3 separate regions of the Sus scrofa genome follow, and regions 1 and 3 are each linked to region 2. A link is a contact called in public HiChIP or PLAC-seq data. All regions are on one chromosome and are shown on one strand. Each heading gives the region's core, a stretch centred on a gene start, on an enhancer-like site or on the middle of the called end of the contact. The rest is flanking DNA. Distances are from core to core; before and after follow the strand shown.

Evidence for each region. HiChIP or PLAC-seq counts read pairs in DNA pulled down with a chosen protein or histone mark.
Region 1: a contact with region 2 is called in an H3K27ac HiChIP or PLAC-seq map of alveolar macrophages. The contact joins two enhancer-like sites. A contact is called at or near these places in 1 of 47 Hi-C or Micro-C datasets (embryonic fibroblasts) and 1 of 2 datasets of contacts at active chromatin or transcription factors (alveolar macrophages).
Region 3: an H3K27ac HiChIP or PLAC-seq map of alveolar macrophages shows a contact between it and region 2. The contact joins two enhancer-like sites. A contact is called at or near these places in 1 of 47 Hi-C or Micro-C datasets (embryonic fibroblasts) and 1 of 2 datasets of contacts at active chromatin or transcription factors (alveolar macrophages).

The regions. Positions count from the first base shown.
Region 1 is chr13:126,511,448-126,514,615 of Sscrofa11.1, forward strand. No RefSeq gene overlaps it. Among named protein-coding and RNA genes, the nearest start is that of TPRG1, 17 kb to the right of the region's middle. Within about 2 kb of position 1,819, at least 14 of the 83 cell types and tissues checked have an H3K27ac peak or open chromatin away from gene starts, as enhancers often do. A contact at or near this core is called in alveolar macrophages, where this site is marked.
Region 2 is chr13:126,239,680-126,242,742 of Sscrofa11.1, forward strand. The region is part of intron 6 of LPP (lipoma-preferred partner); the gene reads left to right. Among named protein-coding and RNA genes, the nearest start is that of MIR28, 41 kb to the right of the region's middle. Within about 2 kb of position 1,587, at least 3 of the 83 cell types and tissues checked have an H3K27ac peak or open chromatin away from gene starts, as enhancers often do. A contact at or near this core is called in alveolar macrophages, where this site is marked.
Region 3 is chr13:126,698,986-126,701,805 of Sscrofa11.1, forward strand. The region is part of intron 2 of TPRG1 (tumor protein p63-regulated gene 1 protein); the gene reads left to right. Among named protein-coding and RNA genes, the nearest start is that of TPRG1, 170 kb to the left of the region's middle. Within about 2 kb of position 1,491, at least 16 of the 83 cell types and tissues checked have an H3K27ac peak or open chromatin away from gene starts, as enhancers often do. A contact at or near this core is called in alveolar macrophages, where this site is marked.

The sequences.
Region 1 (3,168 bases), core at 569-3,068, 270 kb after region 2:
TTCTTTTTAGGCCCACACTTGCGGCATATGGAAGTTCCCAGGCTAGGGGTGCAATTGGATCTCTAGCCACTGGCCTATATATACCACAGCCACAGCAACTCGGGATCCGAGCCGTGTCTGCGACCTACACCACAGCTCATGGCAACACTGGATTCTTAACCCACTGAGCGAGACCAGGGATCAAATCCACATCCTTGTGGATGATAAGGAGGCCAGGGACTGAACCCACATCCTCTTGGATCCTAGTTGGGTTTGCTAAGCGCTGAGCCATGAAGGGAACTCCAGAGGGAGATTTCTAAAACGCAAATGTGACCATCTTATTCTTCTACATTTCCAGCATTTCCCATTGCCTTCAGGAAAAAACAAAAACAAAAAACAAAGAACAATAAAACATAGTAACTCCAGAATCTGAAATATACAAAGCCTGAGGGCCCTGGAGATCTGATTTGCTTCTTCTCTTGTCTTCTCTGCCCTTCTCACCCCCAGTTTCTTGTCCTTGGTTAATTACTTGAAATTCTCCAAACTCTCCTATTTCCGTGTTCTTCTCTCCGCATCCCGCCCACAGCTTGGTGCTCAGCCTTGAAAATTCAACGTGGCGGTCACTTCTTCTGGGACACACTGTAGGACCAGCCTCTCTGCAGCCACATCACCGCAAGGTGACTGCTACTTGACCATTGAGGTGATTATTTTTCAACATCACACTGCCTCACTACCCTGTGAACTTTCCGAGAGATGGGAACGCATCGCAGCCATTGCCTTTATGGAGGCAGAACTGCCTTTGACATCAGCGACCCTACTGACCTCTGAGTTAATTTCACCCATGTGGCCATTCCTTGGGCTGTGACCTTGGTCAAGGAGAACCACTTCACCTGAAAGCAGGTATGTGGTAAATGTGGGGTGAGTGAGTGTAAGTCCCCTATATTTCACAGAGGAGGAAACAGGCCCAGAAAAAAGAGGTGACCCACTGGAACTCTCACAGAGGGAGGGTCCAGGGACTTCTCCATTCCTGGTCCAAAGCTGATCCCACTAACCCACATGCTCAGAGAGTCCCAAGGCAACCCACCTCTTGTGGGAGAGGGCAGCAGAGGGTCCTCCCTGGGTGGTGTGTGTGCACATAAGGGAGGTCCCCAACTTCAGCTGGGCTTGCCACATCTCCAGGCAATCATGGAATTCCTGGATGTGAGGGCTGGGTATTGAGCGATGAGCAACCGTGCAGTCAGGCTGGCACATGGGAGAGCAAAATCATCTAAAAGAGGAAGCCTGGAGACTTGGCAGCAGTGGGAGGTGTTTAGAGTAAAAAGAAGTGGCCCTTAGCCGCCATCCATACTGACTCAGGTGTGCCTGTTACCTGTGGGTCTTACTGGCCAGGCCGGCGCATAGGGCCACCCAGAGCCTTCGTCCCCCGAGCACATTGAAAATCCCTGTCTGTGTTGTTCTTGGGAGGGAAGGTTTGGCTTGGAGTAGTTTTTCCTGAAAAATCAAAACAACTCCTCAGAGTGGGCCCAGCTTCCAGGGGCCGCCTGAGAGCCGGGCACACTTCCCTTGGCTGGGGTGTGAGTGTACCGGTTTCTGGAGTGGAGGGGGCATCTGAGGGTCACGCAGCGGGGAATCCAAACCTCTGAGCCTGATTTACAGCTCAGGGCCTCCACTCTCCTCCCCACCAGCCCACATAAACCCCCCCAATTTCCTCCTCTGCGCGCCAGCACGCCTCAGAGCTGGGAAATGGGATCTCACCAGTGGCTTTTTCTGGGCTTATGTATGGATTCTTTCCTGAGAGGATGGCAGAGGGGAGCAGAAGTGGTTCTTCAAAATGTGAGCAGGAGAGCGTCATGGTGAGTCAGAGAAGGACAAGCCTGAGACAGCTTGGAGATCAGCCAGCTCAGAGCTCCTATTTGCCTTCTTTCTTTCCTTTTCTACTCTTTATTTCCCCCTTTCCTTTTCCTTTTTTTTTTTTTTTTTCTTGTGGCTTCCACACAAAATCTTATATGGATTGCCAATGGATTAAACTTCAAAATGGAAGTGCTCCAGGCATTCCCTGGCGGGGCAGTGGGTTACAGATCTGGCATTGTCACGGCTGTGGTGAGGGCTGCAGCTGTGGTGCAGGTTCGATCCCTGGCCGGGGAAATTCTGCATACTGTGGGTATGACCAAAAAAAAAAAAAAAAAAGGCAGCATTCCAGGCAATTGTGTGTTAGGAGCTTCTGGCCTCCCCTTCTGAGCTTCCCTCTTCTCTGACCCTTATAGAGACTCATGAGGCCCCTCCTCAGATCACTGGACTTCACAGACAGCAGCTTGGAAACCTCTGCTGTGATCCAACTCCCTTATTTCACACAGGAGGTTACGAAGGCCCAAGGAGGCTATGGAGCTATTAAAGGCCAAACAGGGATTTAGTGATGGAGTTGGGCTCTCCCAGGCCCCCTCCTGGCTTTCCAGCCTCTTTCCAGTAACTTGTACAAGATTCCATGGAGACCTTGTAAAGGCTTAGCCTGGCCCTGGTTTCTGTGGTGCATAAATCTTATTTTCATTAAGGAAAAAAACCAATTAGAACTGAAGAAGCCCTGGGTCAGTAACTCTGGGAAATAAGCACCAAGTCAGCATGGCTTCTTGACCCCTTTGGCTCTGGTACTGGGATTCCTCTGCCTTTATTTAGAACCTGGGTTCAATCTGGCCTTCCTTGGCCTGAGGCCCTTGACACCTCAAGCTCTGGGGCCTGAAATTCTGTGACTATCCCTATCTCTGCCCCAAGCTTGTGTCTTTTCCCCTGCCAAGGGGTTAGGTCCTGCCCATTTCTAGCCCCAGAGATCCCTTTTATGGCCCCACTTATGGAGGCCAAGCCAGGACCCCGGCCTGCCCTGGCTGTGTCCAGCTGCCCTTTCAGAAGGCCAGCATCAGAATAAGATCCCTGACAGCCTGCTGTTCCGGGGCAGGGAAACCAAGCCGCTTCCTTCCTGAAGGCCTGGAGTCTGAAGGCACAAGAAGCTGAAGCATTAGCATTTTGCCTGTTCTCTTCCACACCCTTCCTCCTCCACAGCAACCCTAAACTGGCCCTTCATATCCTCAGCCTCCTGGACCCCTCCCAGTAGTGCCTAGGCCCAGGCCTGAGGGCTTTTCTGCAGCCCAGGAACAGAGTCAGGCTGGCCTCTAGGCCTAAGGCTTCTACAGCCACAGA
Region 2 (3,063 bases), core at 337-2,836:
TCTTAGCTCCTGTAACCAAGCTAAGATGCAAATGTCAAAAAATATGTTTTCTTTCTGAAAAGGTCTTCCCTCTTTTCTGTAATGCTTCAGGATAGGGAAGGAGTGTTTGCTTGATTCTAATTCTGGCATGTGAAATGTTTGCTACAAAATGTTTTTATCACTGTGTTATCTTGTCAAAGTTCTATCCTCATTGTCATTTTCAGCTTAATAGCATGAATGTTCTATTTCTATCAAGGATATTCCATATTTTAAGTAAATTCAACAAAGGAAATTTCAAAAGCAAAAAAAATTTGATAGAGCTAATTAGTTTTACAGTTTCAAAACCCTACAGTTAAAATAGCTTTAAGCTTCTAGTGCATCATGCTCTGACAGTATCATTTATAGGTAAAAGATGATGCTTAATCCAGACTATTGTTATATTGTAATTACTCAAGAAAAAAATTATCCTTGGAGGAAGGTAGGGGAATTGGGGGAGGGATGGGGCTATTTGCCAGAGGGCTTCCTGTTTTGGGTGACAGTTAAGGCACTTTATTCCAATGATTCTCTAGTTTTAACAATTGTAAGCCAGCCCTCATTTCAGCCAGACCAAAGAAACTGGCCTTGGCTGTAAGAAAACTCAGAGCTCCTGCAGTGAAGCCCTGTCCCCTGTGGGAAATGATAACCACATAGGAAATCGTGAACTAAAGACCATCTTTCTAGTCATGAGGTGATAGCAAAATCCCTATATTCCTCTCTTGGGTGTCCAAAAGATTTCAGTCTTCAAAAAACTATGGAGATTTTTACTATATCAGACCTTGCAAGGAGCCACAAAAGAAATGAAGCACTGGCCATAATGGAAAAAAATAAAAATCATTAAGTTAAAAAAAAAAAAAAAAGAGAAATGAAACAGCATCTGAGACAGAGATAGAAAGTGAATCAATTATGACGCCTGAGTCAACTATGATTCCTGTCCATGGAGAGCTCATCATTGAGGACTGGAGACAGATGTGTAAATTGCTATTTCCAATTTCGTAAACTGAGTATAATGAACAGAATACCAAGGAAGCACATAAGAGAATTTGATGAATTCTTCCTGAAGGAATTTGCCTCAGCCATAATTAATAATTATTAATTTGGCTTCTACTTTATCCTTTTTCTATATCTCTATGGCCATTTACTATATATAGCCTATCTATCTATCTGTCTATCTATCTATCTATCTATCTATCTATCTATCTATCCATCTATTTATCTATCTACCTACCTATCTACCTACCTACCTACCTACCTACCTATCTGAGTCAACAACTAATGATATGTTTCATATTGGGAAAGATTCCTCATTTAATATCACAGTCTCTCTGGTACTTTGTATCCATCCACCCCTTCATTCTACAAAAGTTCATGCCCTCAATATGACAGATATTTTGCTGTATCCTAAAGAAGATACAGAATTTGGTTAGGCAGTAACTTGTAATTTAGCAATGCAGATAAAAACAACAGCAAATGTTTTATGGATCCATAAAAGAGTTAAACTACATGTAGTACTTCTTCAAGGTGATGTCATTATAATTCTAAACTCAAGCAGTTCCTACTAAGAATGATGCCTGTGAGTCAGAATCACATGGCTTCATCATTTATTTCATCATCTATTCCTTGAGTGTTTACTGTGTGCATTCATTCCATGTCAGATACTATACTAGCATAAAGTAGGGATATGCAGTCTTCTGCTATCACAAGACATTGTTTCTAACCCTGAATGCTTCCCATTGTGATTGCATCTTTTCTTCTGTTCATCTTAGCCAAGAGATTTACACATTGGCTACACAGTTTGGCTTTCTTATTATCTTCTGTCCTTGTGGTTGGATTTCAACGGACATATACCAGGTGATGTCAGAAAATAAGAGACTAGGAGTTGCCGTTGTGGCTCAGTGGTAACAACCCCGGCTAGTATCCATGAGGATGTGGGTTGGATCCTTGGCCTTGCTCAGTGGGTTAAGGATCTGGGGTTGCCATGAACTGTGGTATAGGTTGCAGGTGCGGCTTGGATCCCACATTGCTGTGGCTGTCACATAGGCCAGAAGCTATAACTCTGATTCCACCCATAGCCTGGGAACTTACAGAGGCTGTGGGTGCTGCCCTAAAAAGATGAAAGAAAAGAAAGAAAGAAGGAAGGAAGGAAGAAAGAGAAAAAATAATAAAGTCTAAAAATCAAGTTACACAGGTGTTTTCACAAGTGTTAAGCACTTGTTGCAATAGGACATTTGATACATAAAGTTTCACATTATCTAAGTGACTTGGAACTGTTGGAAATGGCAGGGAAAAAAAGAGATTTGAGTTCTATATCTAGGACAATCGTCAGCGAACTTTGGCCTGCGGGCCAAATCCAGTCCACTACTTGTGTCTGTAAATGTTTATCAGAACTCAGTAATACCCGTTTGTTTATGTGTTGTCTGTAGCTGATTTCTGTCCATACAGAAGAGTTGGGTAGTTGCAACAGAAAACCAAATGCCCCGCAAACCCACAACATTTACTATCTGGCTTTTTACAGCAGAACTTTGACAAGCTAGGAAGACTTATGAATCTCTGAAGGAAAGCAGAAAGATAAAACAAATTCTAATATCCCAAATCATACTCTTCAATTTATGCAACGTGTGTTTTTGAAACCATGAATAAAACTCAGAACAATTAAGAAGAGAAAAAAAAAATTTAAAGCTTAAGCTAAGAGGTGCTGGACAAGAAATCCATAGAATATAATTCCTCATCTCCTTCAACCATCTTGTTCTGAGGATATTGTCTGTTTCAGGAATTTCTGCCAGATGCTGGATATTCTGGCAAATACATCATGATCTGAGCTGCCAGTCTGTTAGCAGAGATGGACATGCAAATAAGCAAATGCTTCTCCCAGTGATAGATGCTATAGGGGAAATGGAATAAAGAGGCAGAGAGAAGGCATAGACTGGAGGTGGCCTGCCTTCTAGCGAATCTAGGAAAGATATCACAGGGTTTTTGAATTTCACTTGTGTCTGAAAGGATGAGCCTTGATAGATGATCAAGGATGAAAACAAATATTTTATTTCTGTT
Region 3 (2,820 bases), core at 241-2,740, 460 kb after region 2:
ATAACAGCACGGATCCCACTATATTATAATTGCTTAGGGGTGGGCTTCTCAGTGCACTGTGAGCTCCTTGAGGACAGAAACCATGTCTCATATATCCTGGTGTCTTCATGGCCTTGCCTGAGCTTGCCACAGCTTATATACTCAGCTAAGTCCTACTGAAAGAAAGAATAAGTATGTGAGAGCAATATGGATCTCACTTAAGGGATGGGTCCCGACATGATTTGTGAAGAGCTTTTGGATTCTTTAAATGTTTCTGAAGCTGTGCTGAGTGTAACACTAAGAATTACTTCTAGGGAGCCGTGTCTTCTGCAGAGTATTTCTGCTGATGCTAGCAGTGATTCTTAGCATTTATTTAGTACCCTTTGAACTGGCACCATGCTAAACTCTTTACCTGCCTTATTTAATTGGCACAACCTCCCTCTGTGACGTGTAGATATTTTCCCCATTCTATTGCTGAGGAAGCTGAGATTTGGAGAGGCTAAGAAATTCCCACAAGATCACACAATTAGAGTCAGAATTTGACCCAGAGTTAGAATCTGACCCAGGTCTGCTGACACTAGAACTTGGGTGCTAACCATCCTGGTATCATTAAATGAAGCCTGTTGCCCAGGGTGGGGCAGAGTCAGCCCAGTGAGGCCCATCTACAGGGACTTGGAAGATGGTTTTGTTAAAATAGGTTGAACTCTCCAGAATGTTATTGACTCATATCCCCTTATAACCTCTGCTCTAGCAGTGGAGGATGGAGAAATCCCTAGGAATAAGTAACGTTTAGAGAAACTAGAGCATCTAGTTTGTCAAGGCAACACAGCAGATTTCAAAGGAGCAAGAAGGGAAGTTTGTGGCTTCTTAGACTGTGGTGAGGGTAGAGATACACAGAAACAGATGGAAGTGAGAAAGTGAGGTCCTTTTTTCCCCTGAGCATTTTTAGTTGGGAGCTCCTTTGGGTATGTTTCTCCTTGTTTTTCATTTGGACTGGGAATGTCTTCCATTTGGGAACCCTTTGCTTCTGAGAAGCTCAGAGCAGAGCACAGGGTCCCCATGTAAAGAGGCGAGGGGCTCTGTGATTAGAGCACCTGCAGCTCTCCTGAGCCAACCAGCTCCGTGGTCTCAAATGGGAAAAGAAACAAGAATGCAGAGAAGATGCCATTTTCACAAGTTAGCTGGCATGTTTGGCTGACTTTTGCTTGCAGCCTGGGTCTTGCAGATGGGGGTGGGCAGGAGGTGAAGGAACCTCAACAGATGGCAGCAATCAGTGGGTGTTGGTGACCATTTTTCCTCACTGCTGAAAACATGGTCACCTTGTGCCTGTGACAATCAGACTCAACTCCAAGTTCCTCCGTCCTAGAACACAGAACAGTATAATCCTTTTTCAGCTTGCAGAAGGAATATTTTTAGAGAGAAGAGGTATCTAGGGAATACAAGGGCCACCTGAGATTCTGATTCAGCGATGTGAATTCACCTGCCCAGTTACAAGTCCTGATGTCTGAGGAGATTTGTTTGTCAGTCTCACAAGGACGGAAATGAAAAGCAATTTGCTGTAAACCCTTCCTCTCCCTTCTGATTGGTAAGGGGAAAAATGTCCACACACTGCCATCTGGTGGGAACTTCTGGTCACTGCATTTTTGAGAGTTCTTGCAAGAAACAACTGAGAAGGGGCCAGGCTTTTTCCTCCTGTTCGTTAACAAAGAGGCAATGAACAAAACATGGTCCTTGCCCTTGAAGAGCTCCCAGTCTAATGGAAGAACTTGACATGTTAGCAAGTAATTATAACTTGAAAAGTACCGTTTTAGGAATGTAAAGAGTAAGTTGTGAGGTAGTCTGGTTGGTAAGAAAGGAACATGGGAAAGCAGCTATAGGTAAAAGCTGGAAGAAGGTTGAGGCCAGACCGTGAAGGACCTTGAATGTCTGAGCAAGGCAGTGAGTCCGCTCAAGTTTAGTTAGAAGGAAAAAGATGGAGTCAGATTTTGGTGGTAAAGCAATACAGACAACAAGCGTCTGTATATATGCTTTCAAAGCATCCAGATCCTCTTGTTAGCAGAAGTCTCCTATGGAAATCCATTATGTGAACTAAGTGAAACCATGGATATTCAGACGGAAGTGGAAGAATTGTCTCCCACTCCACCTCTCCCATCCTTGGTACATATAGCTGCTTTGGGGGCAATATCTAAGGCCCAGCAGAACCTGGTTTGATACCTACTCCTGTGGAGTGTCCCTTAGCTAACATGACACACATGCTCTGGTTTTAGAGGTAACTCTATCCTGTCTCTCCTGACATAGGTCTTTATATATTAGGCTCCAGATCTTTTCCTATCTTTTAATCAAAAATTGCTATTTTTCATTTTAAAAAAATTTCTATTTTTCTTTTTTTTTTAGGGCCACACCCATGGTATATGGAGGTTCCCAGGCTAGGGGGTCTAATCAGAGCTATAGCTGACGACCTACACCACAGTCACAGCAACGCCAGATCTGAGCCATGTCTGTGACCTACACCACAGCTCACAGCAACTCTGGATCCTTAACCCACTGAGTGAGGCCAGGGGAACCTCATGGTTCCTAGTTGGATTTGTTTCTGCTGTGCCACCACGAGACCTCCAAAAAATATTCTATTTTTTTTGGAGCAGTTTCAGGTTCACAGCAAAATTAAGAGGAAGATTAGGAGAGATTTTCCATATCCTCCCTACAGCTATACATGCACACCCTCCCCCATGATCAGTGCTTCCTCACCAGAGTGGCCCTTTGTTACAACTGATGAACCTCCATTGACACATCATAATCAACCAAAGTCCATAGCTTGCATTAGAGTTGCACTGCCCTAAAAAT